Regions from separate parts of the Zea mays genome. Here region 1 is linked to region 2. A link is a contact called in public Hi-C data. All regions are on one chromosome and are shown on one strand. The core of a region is the stretch at or near the end of the contact, and the rest is flanking DNA. Distances in the headings are between cores, read along the strand shown.

Region 1 (2,700 bases), core at 53-2,552, 150 kb after region 2:
ATGCTACTTGCAAGGAAGGTATTACAAAGCATTACAAGATTACAATTTCAAGCTATCACCACAAGTCATAACTACCAGGGAGCTACTTATCGTTAGAACTCATCTAACCATCTAAAACTTGCTAAGCAACTCCATTTTTCACTAAGTCATTAGGTGCTTTAATCACCCAGGGTAAAACTCTTTTCTTTTTTGAGAAATAATTAATTTGCTAAGCAAATTTTGTCTAAACAGAATTTCACCGGGTTCACATGCTCAACATAAGCTTACACAATTTTTCTCTCATAATTTTTAGTGCTCTATTTTTATTACTAAAATTTCAGATAAACATTTTAAGGCACCTTTTATTCCTCTAATAATATCTATTTGCTAAAAAAACTCCAAATCTATTTTTACCTAAAACTCTACTAATTTACCCACCTAACTAAACTTGTTTCATTATTTTAGTACCTTTTCACAATTTCTGGCGCAAATAAACAAACATGAGATAAAAGAAAATTCTAAACATATGAACAGTCGCGAACCAGAACTGACTCAACCGGTCCAACTCTAAGCAAAACTAGCCCAGTGCGTGTGTAAATGGTCAGAATAGAACTATTTTAGCACAATGCGATATCCATAGGGAACGAACCCGCAACCTATACACATGCGGCACAAATTACCATAAATATTACTACGACGACGCCCAATGATGAAGCGACGACGACTTGGCAATAAGGTGAGTGAGACGTCGCAGCACATGAAGTATGCTCAGGGCGACTTTGAGAGCACCTGCTATTGTTCCATGGCGAGGATGAGGATGGTGAATTGGTGATACCAAAATAGCAAGACAACGATGATTCCCAAGGAAACTACAAGCACGTAGGGTCCGTGGCTAGACGGCTAGAGCGAGACGGCCGAAGGACACTCTTGCACAACGACCAGAGAAGGGGCTTTGGCACCTGGGGCGACAGCGACAAGACGCGCGTTGAGGCTTGGAGCTGGGCGTGCGAGTGGCAAGGCAAGCACTGAGGAGACCAAGCGCATAGCAAGAGAAGGGTGGCAATTGACGTCCAGACATCACCGGGTGTTTGACAGCTGTTGCTCCAGCGTTGGGGAGGAGAGGGAGATGACGAGGAGGAGCTGGGGTCGAGCGGCTGCTGCTACACCAAGCGATGGGATGAGGGAGGGAGATGGCATGGAGGAAGAAGTGTTGAGAGCCAAGCGTTTTGGACTTCCAGAGAGCTAGCGTGAGGACTGGAGCTTTCCAAAGGAGTGATCGTGCTTTGGCTAGGAAGCAAGAGGTGGTGTTGAAGATCACAAGGGACAGACACGTGCACGTAGGGATAGAAGATGCTAGAAGATTGCAGCGTACGGTAGACAAGGAGGACTAAACGTGGGAGGGAAAAAATGGGATTTTTCTTCCTTCTTTCATTTTTGTACCCTTTTATTTACCACCTTTTCAGACCTCTATCCAATACTACAGCTCGAACTGGCACGAGTGAGACACAACAGAGACGTGGGAATGCTTCTTTCTCCCCGAAACTGAATCAGGTCTTAGTTATCTGAAATGAAGTTCAGTGCACACAACTTGGTTGACAGCTCGAATTGGAGCGAAGCTTTCTCCCAATTCCATATACTAACTTGATATACTTTCTTACTAGAAGTTGTTCCTCTATGATTACTCTCCAGCTTTGTTTCAATGGTTACTAGCTAAAACTCAATAGTATTCAAGTTATAGAGCTCCAAATCTAGAACAACACCACCAAATTGCAACCATTCAGCTAATTGTATTAGGTTCATCACATACCTATCTGACAAAGCAACTTTGACCTCAATTTACTCACCAATATCAGTGGTAACAGGGAGATCTCCGTTAACCAAACTTGTTGACAAAATATAGTTCTACAAACTTTATGCAGCAACCTAAGGTCTAAAGATCACATATTGAGAGCTATAGCGCTCCAAATTTAGGTGAAAATACTGGAACTCGGCTTCAGCTAACTGAAACTGCACATCGCACGCCTGACAGCGAACGTTCAAGCACATTTTACTCCACTTTTCATGCGGCATCTTGCCGGACTCACTTCATCAAACTTTCTCACCATTCTATGCTCTTTAACATTCCTTTAGATACAACCCATAACTCCATGGATTAGTCGCAAGAAAGCTCCAAAGTTGAGCAAAACTCACTTAAATTCGGTGTCAGTGAACTGAACTAAGTCAGAAACTCAAAGTTTGACATCATGTTTTTGCACACCATTTTCTCCCATTTCTAGGCAAGGTCAGGGGGATTAACCTTAATGAAAATTACTCACCACACTACCCTCTAACACTTTTTTATAGAGAGTGCTGGCCACAACATCATGGATCGGTCAAACAGAGTTCTAAAGTTTGGTGAATAATGCTGAAACTGCACTTCAACTTGCTGAACAAATTTCAGAACAACAGAATCTAACAGCAAGGTTTTGAGCCTCTTTTGCTCCCCGTTCAATATTGTTTTAGGGCTACCACGCTAATAAAAGTTGTTCTCCTATAGATACTCTACAAGTTTACTATAGTGATCTTTTATCAAAAGCTCATGGATTACAAGATATAGAGTTCCAAAGTCAGCTCATCATAATAATTTTCAGAATTCCAAAAGTTAACCCCAATCTGAACTTATGCAATTACTCCAAATTTTTCCATCCAACATGGAAATATCCAAATAAGAAAGTTGTTCAA
Region 2 (2,700 bases), core at 183-2,682:
TCCCTCTCCCGCGTGGGCGCTTGTAACCCCCTACTGCAAGCGCACCCGACCTGGGCACGGGACGAACACGAAGGCCGCGGGATTCCCACCTCTCTCACGCCTGTCTCCGGCCGCCTCGCTTCCCCCCTTCGCGCTCGGCCTCGCGCCGACCCATCTGGGCTGGGGCACGCGGCGACATTCACTCGTCGGCTTAGGGACCCCCCGGAATCGAAACGCCGACAACTTTTCTAATGAATTTTCTAAATTCTACATGGAACATAGGATTATTCATTAGAGTATACCGCCATACTCACCATAATGCAATGGGGTTGTCGAAAGAAAGAACCACACTCATCTCCATGTTTGAGGCAATGGCACTGTATAAAAATGGTAGGGTGCAACCATTTTGACAATATGACATATACTAAATAAAGTTCCTGTAGAGAATAAAGAAATTACACCATTCGAGTAATGAGAAAATAAAAATATGTAGTCTCTCCTATTTGTGCACTTGGGATTGCCTACCCAAGTTGAATGTGTCAGTCAACAAGAAGTCAACAAGGAGTGAAAACTTGGATCTAAAACTGTTGTTTGATATAGGTTCTTAATAATAAATTTTGGAGTATGAGATATACATGGTGGTGCCGGTATAGAGTCCAGAGATACTATATATTTTGGAAGTGAGTTTCATATGAAAAATGCATATAGCTTGTTTGGTCATGAATTTATAATCCTTTATAGCTTTTTATTGCAGTAGAACTTATTGAGGAACCCCATGAGCAAAATCCTAAAGATGATGACATTATGCTAACCGGAAACAGTAAGATACTACAAAGTATTTTATTGATGACTACATTGTGTACCTTATTATTAGCAAAAAGATTTTGAAAACGTCTAACAATGAGACGCTAGGAACTCACATGGTTCTTTTGGACCAGATCTGCATGATACTGTCATATGGTCTTAAGCATTTTCGGTTGCTCATGTCGCTGTGTTCTGTTCTGAATAAAGAAAGCTAAGAAATGAATAGGTTGTCCACTGGCAGACAATCACTGTGACCCGGCAACACCGAAAGTAAAAATCAATACTTAAATCTGTGGATGGCATGTGGTTTCACTTTATAGACTGGACGACACTAACGTCCCATGGATCTGCTAAAAATATCTTTTCACAGCTTTTCAACAGAAAATAAAATAAATACAGCTACCCTCACTAAATTACTGGAAACATCATTCTCTTCCTCTGTTCATATCATTACTAGCAGCAGATGAACAATTTACTGACCGAACAGTGAAACCAAATAATATGTGCAGTGAACAAGTTATAGCATAACCCAGCAATCGTAATGACCAATTAACTAAACCTTTTGGCAATTGTACCAAGATGCCAGGGCCCCAGCCCACCATCACCTCTGCTTTCCCTCCCCATGTTTCTGTCACCACCCACTGCTTTCCGTTCCACCACTATGATTTGCATTGATCTTTTTTTTTCTCTCCGTCTCTCAGAAAACTCACCGCATCTCCATCTATAAATGAGCCCCTCTTCCAAGCCTCAATTCCCTTTTCCCCTCCTCCCTCGCTAAGGTTCCTGTGCAGCAGCCCTGTTGCATGCCATCTTCCTAGCTTAGCTAGCAAGAATCTCTTGCCCTCCTTGCTTCCTGATCCTGCGCCCTTGGATCACCTTCCATGTGTTCTTGGCCTTGTTCTCTCGTGCATCTGACCATCAGTTCTTAAGAGTATATTTCCATTGGAAGCAAATTTTAGGGTTTCCTGGAAGAGACTCTGCCAACTTTTTTTTTTTTTTGCCCTGGTGCATCTGCATCAACTTGTTCGTTTCTCTCTCGTAAAAAAAACTCACTGTCGTAAACGTTTTCGTCAATTGATCCATGATAGACTAACGTGGTGTAGATGTCACAAATCCTCTCCGAGGTGAGTCACCGCTGCAGATTTATGATCAACTCAACGCTCCGGCGAGGCACCCATCTTGTTCTCTCTTTCTCCGTTGTGTTCCTCTATTGGTTCTATGTGTTCTCAGTAAGATCCTAACCACCAATACAACATACTAGTATCATATCCTTGGAAATTATAAGCCTCTACATACAACAACTTAATTAGTCAGAGGAAAGCTTTCAAGTCTAGATATAACCCCAAGTATCTTTTGAGGATGACCCTGTCCGGTGGGGCCTCGTCTGGGTCTAGTCATGGGACCCGTAGCTTGGGGTCAGAGGGTGACATGGTGCACCGGATGGAGCTCATGCGCAAGAGAAGGATGGAGTCAAACCGGGAGTCCGCGAAGCGATCGAGGCAGCGGAAGCAGCAACATCTCGACGACCTCAACTCGCAGGTTCGTACGTTGTTTGTGAACAGCTCTTGTTTACCTCTGTGTCTCTTTCTGCATGCATGTTTGATCTGAACATATTTTAATCGAAATGGTGAATTTGCTGCTGTGCTCTGTATATATATAGGCCACTTTTGCTTTTTATGTATTGAAGCTTGCACTCATGTGCAGGTGAATTTGACACAAAGCAAAAGTCAGATGAAAAAAACGAGACTTGTGCTTCAGGATATGCTGAAGCAAGCAAACTCCGATAATGCGCGGTGCCCCTTAATTTCTCAGGGTCCACCACCCAATAAAATTGATTCAAAGTAGGCCATTCCAACCTAAGCAAAGAACGATGCACGACGTGCCACCGTCGAAATCTTTCTCAAAAAAAGGGAAAAA

Evidence for each region. Hi-C and Micro-C count contacts between places; a contact is called where the count stands out from the background.
Region 1: a contact with region 2 is called in a Hi-C map of bundle sheath, with 2.8 times the contacts expected there. The contact joins the enhancer-like site here to the promoter of bZIP45 in region 2. A contact is called at or near these places in 2 of 25 Hi-C or Micro-C datasets (bundle sheath and ear).

The regions. Positions count from the first base shown.
Region 1 is chr1:146,949,164-146,951,863 of Zm-B73-REFERENCE-NAM-5.0, forward strand. No RefSeq gene overlaps it. Among protein-coding and RNA genes, the nearest start is that of LOC103639292, 120 kb to the right of the region's middle. Within about 2 kb of position 1,303, at least 8 of the 20 cell types and tissues checked have an H3K27ac peak or open chromatin away from gene starts, as enhancers often do. A contact at or near this core is called in bundle sheath, where this site is marked.
Region 2 is chr1:146,794,942-146,797,641 of Zm-B73-REFERENCE-NAM-5.0, forward strand. It overlaps bZIP45 (light-inducible protein CPRF-2), which reads left to right and starts at 1,433. Exons shown (of 2, transcript NM_001414340.1): 1 at 1,433-2,322. The coding sequence starts at 2,143.